Linked DNA regions of Mus musculus: region 1 is linked to region 2. A link is a contact called in public HiChIP or PLAC-seq data. All regions are on one chromosome and are shown on one strand. The core of a region is the stretch at or near the end of the contact, and the rest is flanking DNA. Distances in the headings are between cores, read along the strand shown.

Region 1 (4,754 bases), core at 856-3,355, 450 kb after region 2:
TTATGTATTAATTTTATTTAACTTACTATTATGATATAATATGCTTTCATCATATCAGTTACCCTCTCTGGTCTCCTCCCAGATCCTCTCTACTTCCTTTCTCATCTAGCTTTATGTTTCACTCTATGTCTCTCTCTCAAAGACCAGAAAAATACAAAATCATAGCAGATTGAGAGAGAGAGAGAGAGAGAGAGAGAGAGAGAGAGAGAGAGAGAGAGAGAAAATAATGCGCTCAAATTCACTATGTATCTCAGGATAACCTTAAACTTGTCTCCTGGCCTACACCTCCCAAGTGCTGCTATTACAGAGATGCAGCATCATGTCTGACTTATATGGTGCTGAGGATTGAAGAGTGGGGTTCCTTATGCTACTAAAACAATCTATGAACTGAGCTACATCTTTAGGTTTGCCTCATTCTAGTATAAAGACCTACATTTTCTAGAATAAATGTTGATCAGATAAATTTGCCTAACACACACACACAAACACACACACACACATATATAAATATATATATGAAATCAGGGATATTTAGTAGTTTCTCCATATAGCTCAACAAAAATTAATGTAAGATACATGTGTGTGCAAGTGTGTGTGTGTGTGTGTCTGTGTGTGTGTGTCTGTGTGCAGGTGAAAGAAAGAGAGAGAGACAGAAAGAGAGAGAGAAAGAGAGAGAGAGAGAGAGAGAGAGAGAGAGAGAGAGAGAGAGAGTTGTTTTCCATGCCTTTAGTGTAAGCTTCTAAAACCAGAAATAAGGGTATATGGGGGACTTTTGGTATAGCATTGGAAATGTAAATGAGCTAAATACCTAATAAAATATGAAAAAAAAAAGAACAATGTGACAGCAGACACAGGCTAGGGCTAACATACCTGCTTATTCCTCATGCTGTGCTGTTTCTCTCTCCCCTTTCTTATCCACCCCTTCACTCCTACCACGTTTCTGTGACATCTTTTACTTGTGAAATCTTGAGACTTCTTTAGTCATGAATCATTATTGTAAAGATGAGGTAATGTTTCAGGAACGACTTCCAGAGTTGTCTTGCTCCAGTGCCACTGTTGAATCAGTAACACAAGGTTAAGTATTTTGCGTTTTATGTCCCATCTCCTCCACACTTGGGTAGTCAATGAGAAATGACCTGTTGACAAAAGGAATGCAATTTTGACTGTAATAATATTCATCCTCTGGAACAAAATTGGAGAGACTCTGTTTCACAGATGAAAACAGGGAGAGTAATAAAGTTTTTAAATTAATATGAAAAGCAGAATTCATGACTGGGTCAAACATTTTTTTAAAAAAAATATAGTAATAAATAATTGACAAACATAAATACTTCTTTTCAGTAACCCCTAAATAATACATCCAAAAATGGAAGTCAAACCAATAACTTAATTTCATTTCTAAATAATAAAAGTGAAATTCAAACATCTCCAGTAGCTTAAAATGTAAAAATAAAAATCAGGATTGCCAGTAATGATTCAACTGTAATGGTGAGTCTATGTTAAAATAGCACTGGGCAGTGTCAAAGCTACAGTAGAGCTTGAAATATTTTGAAAATACAATAAACCCATTCAGCAAATGCAACTGAGGATCCTGTCTTGCTTCAGACTACTCAAAACACTAGAAATCATTAAAATAATACACAATGCATTAATAGAAGATAGGGATTAGAGGAAATACTTTACTATGTGAATAGAAGACAAAAAGTTGGGACGTGGAAAGAGTAGAGAGGTCACTGAAATTCCTTAAAGTCGCACACAAAGATTCTAATATAAGTGAAACTAAATACTTCGGAAGTGACTCAGAGTTTCTGTGATATTGTTAAAAAGCTCATAGCATCCACTATGGAAAATATGACTGTTCTCTGAATCACATGCATGTGTTTCATATAGAGAGACTCTCCTTATTACATTATTTCACAGGACACTGCTGGTTAGGACTCACCTGACACTTTTACGAGAGAAAAACTAGTTACAAGGTGTTTTACACATCCTTAGTTCACATAAAAAGTCAAGGTAAATTTTTGGATGCGTTGATTGAGAGTGCCTTGACTCCTCTTCAGAGCACGTAATTGTGAGTCACTCAACAGCGACACTCTTACTCTGTGACACATTTTTAATGACACATCTTCATACCAGAGCACAATGGAGTCTTTGAAAGGGTAACATTTATATTGAAGTCAATGCTATTTACCCGTTCATGAAAGTTACCTTCCTTCACTCAAACTAGATTATATTATATTTCATAACAATCTTATGATTAGCAGGCTTACTATGTCTTTTGCTTATATACGTAGATTTTGTTAGAACTCCGTTTTATGCATCCTTTCCTTCCACCCATACTGAGATCACTCTAGACCCAACATTCCTAGTCTCCATTATCATGTATGGAATGTGTTTTTTTTTTCCCTCTTCCCTTGTGTATGTTTTATCTTCTTAGATTTAATTGGCACATAATGCTAAGCATGCCTCTGGAAAAAAAATGTAACCAGGATCCAATGATAAAATATAAAACACAGCATTTGTCTTTTCAGCCCTGGGTCAACTCACACAAGGTACTATTTTCTAGGTCCATGCATTTTCTTACAACCTTCGATCTGTTTTACTGTTAAATTCAACTCCATTTTGTATGTGCACCACATTTTTCTTCATTTGTTCTCCAGCTGGTGTCCATCTCAGTTGGTTTGACAGTCACCTTGTTGTGACCAGAACCTCCAGTGAGCATTACAGGTAGGTATTTCTGATTTAGGATATGGAGTCATTAGACTATATGTCCAGGAGTGATATAGCTGAATCAGGATCATGCGATATTCTTCAGTATTGAAGTCACAGATATACTGACTTTTCTCCATCATAAAACCTACTTGGATGAGGAATGCGTTAAACTTAATATGCTATTTACAGAAATAAGATACAAAATACAAGGGGCTAGTCAACCATAGAATTCATAAAAGAAGAAGGATAAGAGAGAGTAAGAGAGAAAAAGAGTTGTGACAGTGACTCATATTTAGTGTCAAAATTGTATGAAACTGCCAAACAATAAGAAGTAAAAAGCATATGTTGTTCATAGGCTGGAAAGATTTATGAAGTAATGTCTTGCAAGCAAGGATACCCCGTTCCATCTTAAAGACCATCTAAAATAGAGCATCTCAGTGTTTTGCTTGGGAATCATCGTTCTCAGGAGACAGAAACAGGAAGAAGAGCTCAGGAGTTGATTACCTACCAATCTAGCACATTCATTTCTAGGCAAATGAAAATTATTGTGTCCCATTGATTTTTTTTCTCTCTCCACCTATGGGGATCAATAGTTTTTCTTGGTATAGAAGTCTGGGCTGGCATCTGTGGTCTAAGAACTTGTAAGAGAACTATCCAGGCATTTCTGGAATTTTAGAGACTCCATTAGAAGTATCAGGTTATGTTACTCAGTCTTTTACCTTTGCAGATTTTAATTTCTTCATCTTTTTTTTTTCTTCATCTTCTCCCTGGAGACCTAGGACCTTTCTCAATCTAATTTTACTGATCTCCCTCAATACATCTCTGATTAACCTAGACTCCAGCAAAGATGACATAGCCCATGCCATTCTAATAAGGAGAGATGTGAGGGCTTTGAGATGAAGCCACATGAGTGAATTGTCAACCAGTGGTTCACAGGAGTAGGGTAAGGAAGACCATCTGTTTAAAGGTCTCTGAAGTTCTTTCTTTTCATGTTTTTTTTTAAGAAATACTTGTGTGTGTGTGTGTGTGTGTGTGTGTGTGTGTGTGTTTGTGTGTGTGTGTGTGTTTGTACATATGACCACAGGTCCCCAAAGAGACCTTATAGTGTTAGTTCTTGATGCAATTACAAGTAGTTTTGAGTTCTCTCATGTGGATCCTGGAACCTAAGCCCTGTCTTGGAGTGGGTGGGTTGGAGAACATGGGGAGTGGGGAGAGGATAGGGAGTTTTCAGAGGGAAAACCCAGAAAGGGGATAACATTTGAAATGTAAATAAAGAAAATATCTAATAAAAAAGGAAAAAAAATTAAAAAAAGAAAAGGAAAAGAAAAGAAAACTGGGACTCAGTAACTGACAGACCTATGCAGCTATTTAAATAGGCAAGGCACATCTAAGATTATCACCCCAAATCCCTTCCTAGTGTTCAGAGTTCTTTTAGCAATGCGGTAGATGTAGCTGAGGAGAAGGCACAGTGGTGGAGCACTCACTCACTGATCTTTAATTTCTTTCTTTTTCTGTTCATTCAGTGTTTTGATTATTTCATGTACTGGAGAGTTTCTTTTTGGTCTTGATAGGCATCTCATTCTTCAGGTTAGAATTTTTATAGGATTTTTGTTGAAAATATTCCCTGTGTTTTTAACCTGTGTCTATTCTCCTTCTATTTTTGTATGTTTTAATGTTTAAAATTACCTGGACATTTGTGCCTGGATTTTCTTACATTTAACATTTCTTGACTGAGGTATCCTTTTTTTTTTTTTTCTACCTTGTCTTCAATACCGGAGATTCTCCCTTTCACCTCTCAAACTCCATTGCTGAAGATAATCTTTGAGGTTTTCATTCCTAAACTTTTCATTTCCAGTTTTATCTCAGTTTGGTTCATAATGTCTTATCTTCAACTGGCATAGCCATTTCATTCAACCTCTTCTTTGTGTTTCCCAAGACTCCATTAAGGGATATATTCATATCCTCTTTAAGGTCCTTCAAAAGTTTGGCAAATGGATGGACCTGGAGGGCATCATCCTGAGTGAGGTAACCCAATCACAAAG
Region 2 (4,555 bases), core at 620-3,119:
GGGTCGTGGCCGCATTCTTGCTCACCTCCAGACTCGTGTCCTTGTCCGTCAGCACCACCACCTTCACCACCGCCAGGCGGATGTGGTTCTCAATGCTTGCATGACTGTACAGCCTGTTGGCGATGGAGGCCAGGGTCAGCAGGTAATGCTGCAGGCCCCGCCCATACATCCTGGCCATGGACGAGTCAGCCACCAAGAGGAGCTCCACCTGGCGGGCCCTGGAGATGGAACGGCGCCTACGCCTCCACCAAGTCTGAGGTCCCGCGTTCCCAGATGGCGAGAAAGCTGAGTGGTCCAGCAGCTGCGGGGCCAGCGCTGAGCGTCTCCTAGATCTACTGTGCACCGAGGGGCTCTCTTGGGGCCCAGATGGGGATGCAGGAGTCTCGCAACTGGCGCGTGGCGGCAGGGCCTCGAAGCTAAAGCCCTCGCGGTTGTAGACATGCAGGATGCGGGAAGATCCATCCCCATAAATTCGTTCATACTCTGCCCAGGACCCACGCAGGAGTGGCTTTAGAGTGTAGCGCGCATGCTTGACTGCAAAGAAGCCATCGAGACCCCCGCAGAGGTCAAAGACAGCTAGGGATCGAGGGCTGCCGTCCACGGTGCCTCTGTAGAAACAGTGACCCCGGTGGCCAGAGGATGCGCTCAGCCCTCCTCCTGCAGTAACGATGCTACCAGCAGCACCCACTGTGTCATCTCTCTCCAGGTCCAGCAGGAACCTCCGGCCGCCCGCGTAGACAAGGTAGCCCACTTTGCCACCGCCAGAGTAGAGTTGGTCTATATTCTGGACCAGCCCGCCGCTCCTGCGCTGCCCGGCCAAGGGTTGTAAATGGCCTCGCTCCCGTGTTTCCTCCCCCTGCGGCTGGTCCGGCTCGGCGGCCGCTGCTGCAGCCTGAGGCTGCCTGGTTTTATCCTGGGCAGGTGCCGCGGCGGGGCTGTCAGCGGCCAGGGACAGGCAGGACGCGCTCAGCAGCAGCAGTAGCAGCAACAAGGGCGCCCACTCGAGCCGCATAGTGCGCTGCCCGCCGGGAGGGGCTGCGCGACTGAGTCTAGCTGGATGCTTGCTATTTGCTATAGAAGTTTCAGGGGCGGGGGTGGGGGGCTCGCCCTCCCACCCACCCACCCACAGCCGCACACTCTACACACTGGCGTGCAAGGTTGAGTCAAGTGTCCAGGAAAGGGTAGGGGGAATCCGCAGCAGAGAGCCAGCCTGGCCTGGCACCGGTGCCACTGTGAGAACTTTTTCTTTGTTGGTTTGGAAAATGTTTGGAATGGAGGTCCAAGAGACGGAGGAAGAAAAATTTTAAATAAAATAAAAGAAAAAAAATTAAATAAAGGGTGGTGTTGGTGGGAGTAAAAGCCAAGAGGTGGAGAGCAACCAAATACAAAAAAGGAGAGAGGCCCAACGCAGACAAGATCTTTGCACAAACAGATCAAAACAAACGAGCTAAGAGAGTAAGAAGGGCGACCGCGCTGGCCCGCAACTGGTGCGCGTCCGCTCCCGCCCCCTCGAAGCCCGGGGCTGGCGGGCTGCAAAGCTTCCAAGCTCCGACCCACTTCCTTTCTTATTCTCAGGGCTTCCTCGGCTCCGCTGGAACCCGAAGGCAGGGAGAAATGAGACGGGAGAAAAGAAAAGGAAAGAAAGCAAGCAAAGGAAACACCTAAAAATGTTTAAAATCAAAAGCTAGGAGGCGGCCTGCGGAGAGCCAGCGAGGCGGCGCGTCCCGGTCCCTTCCGTTGCCGCGTCCTCCCGCCCGGGATCATCCCCAGTCGGCTGCTACGGGCGCGGAGAGCGGCTCAGGCGCTGTGAAGATGCGAGGAGGTGGGACAATGAATTTATAGCGGCGTGCCATCCTGCAATGGCAATTTCAACAATTCGTCACTGCACGCTGCCTCTTAAAGGGAGAGCTTCCCCCACCACTCCCACCCTTCCCGGTCCGCGCCTAATCTGATGGGGGAGGGAGCAGCGAGAGGAGGAGGGTGATCGAGGAAAGGCAGACCGGGAAGGAGGAAGGGGCCAGAACCTAGCAAGGTGGAAGGAGGGACAAAGGAGGGAGTAAGGGTGAGAAAGAGATTGAGAGAGAAAAAGTATTTGGGCAGAAAACAAGAAAATTCTCTTGGCCTCATTTAAAGCCACAGCAACTCCGGTTCTGTGTGGTATTTCACAACCAATCGGGGTTGGCTAACCTCGGCTTACCTCATCTCCTGAAGGGGTGTTTTGGTGTGTTTTTAAAGTCTCTCTCTGCCTCCTTCCCCTTGCTGTTCTTGAGCGGGATATGAAGTTCTTGCTTCATTTTGCCGGCCAGTGCGCTCTGGCCTTGTAGACCTGGTAACTTCACTGGTCAGGGCAGCCGCCTGTGCAACCCCAAGTCCCTCTCTCTTTTCCCTGGTTCTCTCCAGTCGGTCCCGGTAGCTGATTTCCAGCCTCCTCATCTCCTAGCTTGTTCACGTTCCAACACTTGCTGACTTCGGGCTAGGGGTGACTAACTTCTCCCGGCCATCAGCTGAGCAGCCAGGCAGCCACCGGTGCTTCCTGGCGCGTCTCTGGGCATGCAGCACTGCGGTGACCCCAACAGGGCCGGCTGCGGCCTGGGAAGTCCTTGGCTTTGTGTATAAATGGCGGTACTCCCAGCTTTTTTTCCAGGGCATAGTTGGTCAGTGCCCACAATCTGTCACTTATCCCAGCCACTGGAACTCTGAGCTGTAGGATGTCAGGGTGGGAAAGAGTTAACTCTTGAAGGGGAATCTGCACCCCCACCCCAGACTTTTACATTTGTGCTCACACTTTCTGGCAAACACTCCTTTGTTTGTTTACTTGCTACTCTTCTTATAAGTCAGCCACTCACTGTCAGCCCTCTCATTTTCAAAGCTCATATCCCAGGGAAGAATACTTGAGGGGAGGTGATTGGTGGTTATTAGTAGGCAGGTGGCATGGCCCCTGCTACTCAGTTCCTCCATCCTTTGTTTCCTCTAATTATCAATTCTAAGAAGGTGAAAGGAAACCCTAGTGACTTTCTCACAGCAAGTTGACCTGTGCCAGGGTCCAGTACTGGTCTCTGCACACACCCCGGGATAATTTACACATCTCCATCCCTTTTAACTCCACTCCTTCAGAGGAGAGCAGGCACACTTACATAGCTTTTTCAGATGATACATTCTCACGGAAGGTACCACGAGGGCCAAGACTGGAGAAGGCCAAACAACAGTTAAAGTAAAAGAGGGCATGGATTTGAGAGAGAACAAGGTGTGTGTGGGGTGGACGGGTGGAGGAGTCCGAGAGAGCCTGAATGGATCCTGAAATATATCGGGACATAGAAGGAGGATGCTGCTGAAAGCACTTGTGTTTCGATTCTCAAGATGCTCAGGTAGGTTTCCAGTAGTTAATATTACAAGGCAATGGGCAGGTAGTAAAGGCAGAGAATGGAGGCACCAGCAATCTTCTCTGTCTCCCAGCAACCTTCAGCTTTGTGATGACCCAAGTCACTCCAGGGAAGATTACCTGGTACCTATTTGTGTAGTAGTGGTCAGAGTAAGAATGGCCCCAATAAGGTCATATGAGGTCTCCAGTTGGCGGGAAAGTTTAGGAAGAATTCGGAGGCGCGGCTTTTTTAGAGGAGGTGCATCACTCAGGGGAATCAAGATGTGAGCTCTCAACTGGTCCTGCCATCATGGACTCAAACCCTCTGAAACTGTAAGCTCAAAAGACATTTTTAATTTTTATTATTTTATTTTGTCCTAATCATGTTATTTTTTGCCACAGCAATTGCTAAATAACCAAGATAAAACTTTATTTCTTTTATAGCACCTCCAGGAGGAAAAAAAATGCACAGTATTTCAGTGTTTGGGATCAAAGGCTCCAAAACAAACTATATTTGAAACACGAAACTTACTCATCTGTGTCTCAAAGGATCTTTTACAAAACAAGTATTTCAGGTGACCCTGGGGTAAGGCTATTAACTGCAATTCTTTTCATTTCTGATCAGGTTCCTTATGAAGAAGGTTAAAGGATTCCCCAATGACTTTGTCCTCCCTGACACCTTTTTTATCTCTGAAAAATAAAATGTTGCTTTCCAAAAGGGACTCAATCTAAATCTCATGCCTTCATGTCTGATAAATGAGTGACATTAGAATTCAGACCAAATAACCAAATGTTTGGAAATATGTTAAGGGCAGATTTGTTTCAAAATGTGAGCATAAAATAGTAAGTATTTATTGGAAGTACTTGTCACAGGGATGGAGCAGATAGAGCTTGAGATACAATGAGTAAATTTTTATTGAAGGAGGGTTTTTTTGTTTGTTTGTTTGTTTGTTTGTTTGCTTTTTTGTGGTTTTTTTTGTGTGTGTGTTTTTGTTATTTGTTTATTTGTTTGTTTGTTTTCCTGGCTATGTATTCAGTTTTCATGGAAGGTTCTTGTAACATTGTAGAAAGTTTGTTACTGATTGAAACAAAGACACTGCACCAGTGAATCAGTGCAATCTGAGATGTTCTGTAGCAGAAATGTTTCCATATTAATTTACAGTCATATTGAAGTAGGTGAAAATAACAGTCTTTATC

The links. HiChIP or PLAC-seq counts read pairs in DNA pulled down with a chosen protein or histone mark.
Region 1: a CTCF HiChIP or PLAC-seq map of the NIH/3T3 cell line shows a contact between it and region 2, with 5 read pairs. The contact joins the enhancer-like site here to the promoter of Adamts5 in region 2. A contact is called at or near these places in 1 of 15 datasets of contacts at CTCF or cohesin (the NIH/3T3 cell line), 2 of 484 Hi-C or Micro-C datasets (adipose-derived mesenchymal stem cells and myocytes) and 3 of 115 datasets of contacts at active chromatin or transcription factors (cardiomyocytes, embryonic fibroblasts and vascular smooth muscle cells).

Annotation. Positions count from the first base shown.
Region 1 is chr16:86,346,121-86,350,874 of GRCm38.p6, forward strand. No RefSeq gene overlaps it. Among named protein-coding and RNA genes, the nearest start is that of Gm32357, 110 kb to the left of the region's middle. Within about 2 kb of position 2,106, at least 37 of the 459 cell types and tissues checked have an H3K27ac peak or open chromatin away from gene starts, as enhancers often do. A contact at or near this core is called in the NIH/3T3 cell line and embryonic fibroblasts, where this site is marked.
Region 2 is chr16:85,899,256-85,903,810 of GRCm38.p6, forward strand. Adamts5 (a disintegrin-like and metallopeptidase (reprolysin type) with thrombospondin type 1 motif, 5 (aggrecanase-2)) reads right to left here and starts at 1,870. Exons shown (of 8, transcript NM_011782.2): 1 at 1-1,870. The coding sequence starts at 1,012. It overlaps Gm46558 (a long non-coding RNA gene), which reads left to right and starts at 545. Exons shown (of 3, transcript XR_001781962.2): 1 at 545-742; 2 at 1,576-4,555.